Regions from separate parts of the Zea mays genome. Here region 2 is linked to region 1. The links are chromatin contacts, called in public Hi-C maps. All regions are on one chromosome and are shown on one strand. The core of a region is the stretch at or near the end of the contact, and the rest is flanking DNA. Distances in the headings are between cores, read along the strand shown. Region 1 holds the start of LOC103635817 (phosphoglycerate kinase, chloroplastic). Region 2 holds the start of LOC100193212.

Evidence for each region. Hi-C and Micro-C count contacts between places; a contact is called where the count stands out from the background.
Region 2: a Hi-C map of ear shows a contact between it and region 1, with 4 times the contacts expected there. The contact joins the promoter of LOC100193212 here to the promoter of LOC103635817 in region 1. A contact is called at or near these places in 11 of 25 Hi-C or Micro-C datasets (bundle sheath, ear, leaf and 4 more).

Annotation. Positions count from the first base shown.
Region 1 is chr8:123,532,393-123,537,143 of Zm-B73-REFERENCE-NAM-5.0, reverse strand. LOC103635817 (phosphoglycerate kinase, chloroplastic) reads left to right here and starts at 2,220. Exons shown (of 6, transcript XM_008658193.4): 1 at 2,220-2,924; 2 at 3,354-3,431; 3 at 3,527-3,787; 4 at 3,954-4,271; 5 at 4,369-4,527; 6 at 4,629-4,751. The coding sequence starts at 2,517. It overlaps LOC100285605 (metacaspase type II), which reads left to right and starts at 406. Exons shown (of 2, transcript NM_001158496.1): 1 at 406-884; 2 at 1,132-2,183. The coding sequence starts at 536. The coding sequence ends at 2,009.
Region 2 is chr8:123,737,208-123,742,489 of Zm-B73-REFERENCE-NAM-5.0, reverse strand. LOC100193212 reads left to right here and starts at 2,572. Exons shown (of 3, transcript NM_001138365.1): 1 at 2,572-2,793; 2 at 5,181-5,282.

The DNA of each region.
Region 1 (4,751 bases), core at 971-3,470:
AGCTCTAAGCCATCAGAAATAATCTATGTTCGACGACAGAGGTCTTATTTTCAATAGCTTAGTCGTCAGAAATTCCTATGTTTACTGTTGTGTTTCAATTGAAAAAATCTAACTAGTGATGATTTGTATCTACCAAATACAATAACCTTTGGCTAAATTCTTCTCATTTACTAACTCCGTTCTCGAATGTTTGTGACTCGCTAGTTTATTTTTAAATTAAAACGTGACAAATAAAGGAACGGAGGGAATATTTATTTACATACATACATTTAAGCTAACCCGATACGATTGTTCACCAAGTGGAAGGCCGCTTTAGCGCCTTTAGCCGACGTCAACCCACCATCCAATACCAAGATGGCGGGGTGGTGGCAATGAGCACCTCGTGCGACAGCACTCCGGAGCTCCACCATTCGATTGGGCAACTCGTCACCGTACCAACCAAACCATCATTCCAGCCGCGGCGGGACACACCGCCTCCGCCGAACTAACGCGACGACGACGCACGGCGGCCTCGTCCGGCACCGGCAGGAGCGCGATGGGGCAGAAGCGCGCCTTGCTGGTGGGCATCAACTACCTGGGCACGGACGGGGAGCTGAAGGGATGCCTCAACGACGTGGCCCGCATGCGCCGCTGCCTGGTGGGCCGCTTCGGGTTCGACGAGGCCGACATCCGTGTCCTGGCCGACGCCGACCCGTCCACGCCGCCGCCCACTGGGGCCAACATCCGGCTGGAGCTCGAGCGGCTCGTGGCGGGCGCGCGCCCCGGGGACGCGCTCTTCTTCCACTACAGCGGCCACGGCCTGCAGCTCCCCGCCGAGACTGGGGAGGACGACGACACCGGGTACGACGAGTGCATCGTGCCATGCGACCTCAACTTGATCAAAGGTGTGCTCTCCCATCTGTTTTTCTCTGCGTTTAGCAGCGAGCACTTAGGATCGAGCGTTAGTTGCATTCGTAGGCACACCGTTGGTATCTGATGGTTAGGTTCCGCTAGCCTTCATACAGTATCCCCTCCGAAGACGAGCTTAGTAACAAGGGTTGCATGTATGGGTCGCAAATCTATCATGTAATTAACAAACGACTAGATAATTTTGTGGGCTGCCATATGCACCTTTTCCTGATCTCCATGCAGACCAAGATTTCACGGATCTCGTGGCCAAGGTCCCTGACGGCTGCCGCTTCACCATGGTCTCGGACTCGTGCCACAGCGGCGGCCTGATCGACAAGACCAAGGAGCAAATCGGGAACAGCACCAAGCAGAACAGAACCCAGCAGCGCCGAGAGCGCGAAATGAAGCCTCCTCCTCCCGCTCCCGGTTCCGCACTCCGCGTCTCCCTCGCGCGAATCGTCCGTGGCGTGCTGGAGTCTCTGGGGTGCATCCACTGCAGTCGTTGCCGTGTCCAGCAGCAGGGCAACAGCAATAGCAGCAGCATCAGCAACCGGTCGCTGCCGCTGTCGACGTTCATCCAGATGCTCAGGGACAAGACCGGAAGGCACGACGTCGGCGTGGGCTCCATCCGCACGACGCTGTTCCACCACTTCGGCGACGAGGCGAGCCCCAAGGTCAAGAGGTTCATGAAGGCCATGCTGTTAGGCAAGCTCCGGCACGACGGCAAGGAAGCGGAGGAGCAGTCGCGCGTTCCCAGGGAGGCAGAGGTGGAGGAGACCCTGGCGCAGGACGCGCACAGCGTCGAGGAAGTGTACGCGGGGCCGGCTGCGGCGGCGGCGGCGGCCAGGGTGCCGCCGCGCAACGGCGTCCTGATCAGCGGGTGCCAGACGGACGAGACCTCGGCGGACGCGACCACGGCCGACGGCATGTCCTACGGCGCGCTGAGCAACGTGATCCAGACCATCCTCGCCGGGGACGGCAAGAAGCGCGGCGTGGCGCTGGCGGTGACGAACCGAGAGCTGGTGGTCCGGGCGCGGGAGCTGCTGTCCAGGCAGGGGTACACGCAGCAGCCCGGGCTCTACTGCAGCGACGAGCACGCCACGCTGCCCTTCATCTGCTGAAGACGAAATAAACTCCGTGTACAGTGAATTTCAGGCTTCATTAGTTCATTTTACGGGATGCTACGTTGTGTTGTGTGTGTAACAGAATTGACACTTTGTGTTGACTCGTGGTGTGCCGCAGCCTGCGTATGTTATGGTGTTACTGTTACGTTGTTACCTGATGACGTTGACCTTCTTCTCAGTCCCTGCTGTCCTGCTCCAAAGTGTGCAAGTGCGAAGGGGCGGCGATCCAAGATCACACAAAGGACAGGGGAAATCGAAGCCACCGAGCCCCCACACGTCGCCATCGCCGTGATCGATTATACCGCCGTCTCCTCCCCCCGCAGCCCGCACCCACCCCACCGGAACCGTCGTCCCGACCTCTCGCCAGCGATAAGCAAATCCCCGCCTCACTCTCTCGTCCACAGACAAAGCCACGACCCACAAGTGCCCCCCTCCTCCCGCGCTCCCAAATCACTCCCTCTCTGTCTCTCCACTCCACTCGCCGCCGCCGCCGCCCGAATCTCAATGGCGTCCGCGGCCGCCCCGCCAACCTCCCTCTCCCTCGCGGCCCGTGCGGCAAGCAGGGCGGCCGCCGCCCCGCTCCGCAGGGGAGGCCTCGCCGCGGCGCGCCAGCCGGCGCGGTCGCTGGCGTTCGCGGCGGGCGACGCGCGGCTCGCGGTCCACGTCGCGTCGCGGTGCCGGCAGGCGTCCTCCGCGCGCGGCACGCGGGCCATGGCCACCATGGCGAAGAAGAGCGTCGGGGACCTCACGGAGGCCGACCTCAAGGGGAAGCGCGTCTTCGTGCGTGCCGACCTCAACGTGCCGCTCGACGAGAACCAGAACATCACCGACGACACCCGCATCCGGGCCGCCATCCCCACCATCCAGTACCTCCTCGGCAAGGGCGCCAAAGTCATCCTCTCAAGCCACTTGGTGAGTTCCCGCCCCTACGCCCTTCCCGTATCTCATCTCATTTGGGGAAGTAATGCTCTTCGCACGCATAGACAATGTAGGAATTCAGTACTCCTTGGATCACTTCTATTTTCGTTTTTGGGCACAAACTAGGAATTGATGCAAAGGTAAAAGAGAATCCTTCTAGAAAAAAATAAAAGTAGAAGAAGGCTGAGCCAAGGATCTCGCAGACACCCACAATGTAGGAGCCAAGGATCTGCACAATGACAGTGTTTAATCAAACTCGTGATTTTGTATATGCACACTGGATATTAATTGCATATTTGCTTCCAGTGTTCAATGATAATTTTATGAAATATAGCTGAAGCAATATATTTTTCTCGGTTAGCTGCTTAATTTCCTTGTCATCCAACTATGGTTAAAATCCTCCATTTTGCTCTGGATGTGCAGGGTCGCCCTAAGGGTTTTACACCCAAGTTTAGCTTAGCCCCCCTTGTTGCACGGTTGTCTGAGCTTCTTGGCATTCAGGTATTGATTTATTCTACATCATTGGTGCTTCTAATTAAATCACTTGTGCTAATTGATTGTTCTGACTAAAGCGTGTGTACTATACCCACGAATAGGTGCAAAAAGCCGACGATGTTATTGGCCCTGAAGTTGAGAAGCTGGTGGCCGCCTTGCCCAATGGTGGGGTTTTGCTCCTTGAGAACGTAAGATTCTACAAGGAAGAGGAGAAGAATGACCCAGAGTTTGCGCAGAAGCTTGCCTCCGTAGCAGATCTTTACGTTAATGACGCGTTTGGAACAGCCCACAGGGCACATGCATCGACTGAGGGAGTTACAAAGTTCTTGAAGCCTTCTGTTGCAGGGTTCCTTTTGCAGAAGGTTATATTTCTTTTTCTATGTTTACATGTTCCATTTTGTAACATAGAAACTATGAAAGATGGCATCAAAGAAAAACAATGCTACATAAAACAGAAAATAGCGATTATTTTCACTTTCCCCTCAATCTCAATCTGATCCTTTTATATTTAACAAAATCAATTTGCAGGAGCTTGACTACCTTGTCGGAGCTGTTTCAAGCCCTACACGCCCATTTGCTGCCATCGTGGGTGGTTCAAAGGTGTCATCCAAGATCGGGGTTATTGAATCCTTGTTGGAGAAGTGTGATATCCTTCTCTTGGGTGGTGGTATGATCTTCACATTTTACAAGGCACAAGGTCTTTCTGTCGGTGCTTCGTTGGTTGAGGAAGACAAACTCGATCTTGCAACATCTCTACTTGCAAAGGCTAAGGAAAAGGGTGTCTCCCTTATGTTGCCAACCGATGTTGTCATCGCTGATAAGTTTGCTCCTGATGCTAACAGCCAGGTTTGTTGCATCTTCTCCTTTCCTAACCAGCGGTTCTTCTGTAGCAAAGTTGAAGCATATCTCAGGAAGAAACTTGACCGTATATTTTTTTCTACAGATTGTTCCAGCATCTGCAATTCCTGATGGTTGGATGGGGCTGGATATTGGCCCAGATTCCATTGCTGCATTCAACGCAGCCCTGGAAACAACCCAGACTGTCATCTGGAACGGGCCCATGGGTGTTTTTGAATATGACAAGTTCGCTATAGGAACTGAGGTAAAGCACTGATCAACCATACTGATGTAGCTTAGCTATCGAACTGAGGACTGTCTGGAGGTTACAGTGAAAGAAACCTAACCCTGATATCTCTTTTGTAGGCTGTGGCAAAGAAGTTGGCAGAACTTAGCCGCAAGGGTGTGACAACTATCATCGGAGGTGGAGACTCTGTCGCCGCCGTTGAGAAGGTCGGAGTTGCTGACGTTATGAGCCACATTTCCACC
Region 2 (5,282 bases), core at 1,323-3,822, 200 kb before region 1:
CCAAGGCCACCCAATTGAATTAACATATGGTTTCGCATTCTAATATAGAAGTGATATCTTAAATGCTGAAAGTTGCTTTTAGAGTTAGCAGACTGTCTACATAATAGTCAAGATGAGCAATGACGCTGGAGACATATACAGTGTGAAGGCCGGGGCCGGCCTACACGGAGGATCTGTATGCGTTTCTTCTTCCCATCCATCGCCCTCCCAAGTTCCAACGTGCGCGCGCTCTCTATCGTGGCGACGCCTGGGCGACCGTCGCTGCCGCCTACGCCCAGGTCTTCTTCGACCTCTTTCTTCTTCTCTTTCTGCTGTGCGAAACCGTGCACCCAAACCCTAACTTATTATATGTATTCGGATCTGGCCTGATTAAGTGTATATGCATGTATATTGCTACTAACTTCGGTTGCTTTGCGATTATAAGGTGTGCATGTGTATTAATGTATACCAATGTCCTTTACTGAGTCCACCCCTGATTAGCTAATGACTATGATTTTGGTATTGCGGCGTGTCTAGGGCCTGCCGTGGCATGCATGCTGACATGAGTTGGGTAGCTGATCCATTTATTGTTACACTCTCTCGATCTATGGTTTAGGTTAAAGTTTTGCACCTGATCAATCGAGATGTCTGCACCTGACGTTGCCGGAAGTTGGAAGTTGCATGGTTATCTAGAGAATATGCTTGATAGTAGCCTGTGAGCAATGTGTTGCGATGAAGCAATATGCCATGTTTGAGGCTTGTAGTTATCAGTTTCCAGTTATTATCTGGACCATGCCAGATTTGTCGCCACATCGATTATCTTGTTGGTCTATGTGAAGTGACGACTGATGCCATACATGCGTGACATACGATTGATTCTTTTAAAACCATACTTTTTTCCTTGTGGGTCACTGGGTCTTAATGATTCCTTGTTTAAGTATTGTCAACAATGAACTGACTTTTCTTGATTAGATCAACAACTATTTTGCATGAAAAACTATGTAGTACGTACTTTGTTGAAGAAGCATTTTCTTTTTGACTAGCAAGTTCTTATCATATAGGTCAGAAGTGCCATCCGTTACTATCCTGTTAATCAAATAATGCTGATGTAGGTGTGTGAGGGAAGGTGTTGTTTGTGTCGTGTTCTCCTCTTAGTTACAGAGGTGCAGCAGATTAGCACACCAAGTTTCTGAGTTGCAGTCCCTTCGTAAAAGTTTATTTGTTTATATGTTTGATTAGCTCACGCTATTGTGGTTTACAAATATGAGGTTAAAATGGAAAAAATAAATAACCTATCATGCACCTACACCAGGAAAGAAAATAAATAACCTATCATGCACCTACACCAGGCTTCAGTAATTTGTAATTTTGTATTGTAACTAATACTGTTTTGATGAACCAAATTTGACATGTCATTAGACCCTGTTACTATTATTACTGAAGCCTTTATCATCATTCCATCCTTTTATCTTTAATCCTTTTGTTGGATGATTGGTCTCACAGACATGAACTAATAATCTGCATTGCTTTACTATTGAGGCTTTTATATTTATGCGTGGTTATTAAGGCGGTAAGGTGAGGCGTGGCGACCCATCCCCTTCCAGAGGCCTAGGAGAATTAGGCGCATGGTGAGGTGACACCATACACATACTCTCAACTACATTAAAGCAGGACAAACTGTCAAACATACATTGATGCAACCTTTTTGCTTCCAATTTTAGAGCCCATGCACAAGCAGCCACCACCCACTAGCTAGAGCAGTTTGTACCCTATCCAATTATCCAAGCACAAGCAGGATACCACATCAAGAAGTATATCAAGTCTAGGATCCAAGCAAGCATAAGCAATATAGTTCAGACTTCTGAACAGAGGAAGGAAAGGAGAGGAATTGTAGAGGAAGGTATTGAGATGAAAAGCAAAGGAGGGGAGAAGAAGAGGTACTTGTGAGCTGAAGTGGAGGATCTTGGGATGTTGGCAGGGAATTGAGCAGAGGAAGGAGATGTTGAGTCCACGTAGAAGCGGAAGAAGTCAATAATCGACGAGGTAGAGGTCAGAGGCATTAGTTGAAATATGTGAAACCCTAATCCTAATTCAGGGTTAGGAGTATATTATATAGGTGAGTTAGGTAGGCCAAGCCCATTACAATAGGGATAATTAGGAAAATACAGGGTAACCCTAACCATATACAATAGTCTAACGGTCTCTCTAACAATTTTCCCTATCCATCTCCCCTTATATATACTTTCTACTATATTTTTATAACTCCCCTTAAAAGATTCTCCCCCTATGTCTTCTGCTATATTTTTATAACTCGCATTAAAAGATTCTCCCCCTATGTCTGGTATGTCTCCAATAATTCACAGTATCTGTATTCCCCTATACCAACTACCTCAAACAAAAGAAAATTAAAAAATGAAAAAAAATACAGCCGACGTCTTCACTAGCACCTTCTCGTACAGCGAAGTAGCGAACAATGCTTACCGGGAGGACTTGGTCACCGGAAACATATGTGCATTTTCTTCCTCTTCCTCACCTCAAGTTCGGGCAATATTTACGGGCTGCGTTGGAGCCGTTCGGGAGACACTGTGCCCCCTACGTTCGGTCCGGGGAGATCCGGAGATATAAGGAGCACCGTTGGAGAGAGCCTAACAGCGTTGATTGGTGGGTGGAGGTTAGACACCAGAGGCTGATGGAGCAGAGGTCGTAGGCACAAATAGGTGGAGGCCATGGAGGCGCAGTAGGAGCCGTGAATTGGTGGAGCGGAAGGGGCTGGAGTGACTTGATGAGGCAGCAGGACTTGCCGCTGGATTCCAGGTGCCGCCAATGCCATCTTCTCTTCTCTCCTCTCTCTCCCTCCCCTTCTTCTCTTCCCTTCTCTCCTCTTTCCCTCCCCTTCTCTCAATTGACGAGCTGCAGGGATGCTGCGTGTTCTTGCAAGAGGTATAGGACTATAGGCGTGAGATTTCCCATCCACACGCTTAGCTCCCCTTCCTGTGCACGGCTCCTTATTTTCCTCTGCACGCATAGCTCTGTGAACTTTTCCCTACATGCGCTCTGCCTTTTTGCTCATGTAGCATCGATGTCATGCCTTGGCAACGACTTTCCTCGTGAGGCGATGCCATACACAGGATATTTGGAATTTTAGTGGCGTGCTTGTTTGGAGTTCATATTATTAGCTCATGCTCATCTAAACGAGGACATATCCTGTGCAATCACTCATTTGGTGCAAGCGTGCAACCAAACCATCCAGAGCATCCAATCTAGATCCAACGGTTTCATATGAAAGAGGTTAAAAGTAAAATAGGTACTATGTTTCAGGTGGAATGGGTTAAATGTAAAATAACAGTCATCATTAGATCTAGATTAGATGCACCAAATCGTTTGATTGCACGCTTGCACCAATATAAGTGATTGCATAAGATATTTCTCCCATCTAAACCACCACAATGGAGTGGAGCGTAAGAGTATGTTTGGTAGAGCTCCCCGTGGTATAGGTTATCTGTGGAAATTGATTCTTTGTGTTAGAATACAAGTGAATTGCCCATCTTTCTCCATCATCATAATTTTTGGGGTTGAACTGGTTGGTGCATGCAACTTAATATGGTATCAAAGTCAGAGTTCTTGAGTTCGAATCATGATTAGCGCAGTTAAATAAAACAATTGTTGTTCGCTATTCTACATCCGAGGCCTAAGATAGTCTTGACATGAGGGGGTGTTAGAATACAATTGAATTGCCCACCCCTCTGCATCAGCTTAAGTTTTAGGGTTGAACTGATTGTATCATATAATTTAATACTCTGATTGAACATGTTTATCTATGATTCTCTATGATAAACTCTATGCATACAGTAACGACACGTGGAGTGAATTAGGAGAAGCTATTTTTTCAGCTTCATCACTTCACATAATCAACATAGAATCATTTTTCAGTAAAAAAAAATGTTTGATAGAGCTCTTTGCTCTGGGAGCTTTGACAGACATGCTCTAAATAATCTTTCTAATTCACATTATTAGCTCTTGCTCATCTAAATCACTACAATGGAGTGCTTGTATGGAGTTTCCAATGTCAATAAGTTTTGCCCTCTTGTTTTTCGTTTGCAATGAGTAGTTGGGTAATCTCCTTAGGTCTTGAGTTAAATTCCCCATGGGAGCGAATTTTAGGTTGGGGATAAAAAATCCACTTGTCTGTCACACGTCAAAGCACAGGTGTAAGGTTAGTCCCCGGTCATAGTTGTTCTCATATAGGCTATGGTGCCGCTGTGTATGGGTGGTGCAGGGTTCAGGGTTTTTTCTCGATCTGCGCTAGAAGATCTTCTTAATATATAATATCTGGGGCTATCTTACCCTCCCGCAGGTCGATTTTTTTTTATCCTTTAATATCACATGGTGAAAAAACTAAATCCACTATTCTGTTCAGTTCAAAATGTTGCAAAATGGCTATACAATATGGAATAGAACTGTACTGGGAATGGATGTGTGTTTATGATAACTAAGAAGCATATAAAATAGAATCTTGTGCTATGATTTCATGGGCAAGAAAAAGCATACATATTGGGCTTTTAAGGAAACAATAGCTTAATTCACACTTCCTGAAAGTTCCACATCTTCTTTGTCAGAGTAGATTTTGCATGTGTCCTATGGGCCCCACTATACCCTTTAATTTTCTTAATGGTTTCCTATTTAGTTTTGAATGATTAGAATTCCTTGTTCTGGGGCCATTTAATGAACTTTGTTTTTTTCTGCTCCAAAAAGGAAATAACGCCAGTGATATTACAGATCAGCCATTAGAACATGCCTTTTTCACATTTCGGTTACTTCCCTAGCAACGCTGATTGTGCCATGGCATTCATAAGTCAACAGCTTGTGTCATAATTTTGAATATATGTGAAAATTTCTACTTATAAGAGCCGTGAAGCTCTGCAGGATCCCAGCATTTCCCCACGTTAGCAAAAAGAACTTTCACCATCAGATACTAGATTTATGGTGCCTCCCATTCCACACTATCACCCTACTGTCTATGTAGTGTGGTTCATGTGGCAACAAAACGCTTTGGGTGTTCGCTGACGAACCGTGCATCCCTATGTCATATATGGAGAAAACAACAATTGAACAAACTTAATTTCTGGATTGGAGTATCATCTTTTGCATGTTATCAATTCATCGTTTCCTGAACTGATTAATTTTTTTATTAATGTATTCAGGAAGCAGTTCATACGAACATAGTATGTTTATGACTGCTTGGGGGAAGTAGTCAGCGAAGTTCCAGACATCGGTGCATCTGATGTTATTGCTGATGATAAGCT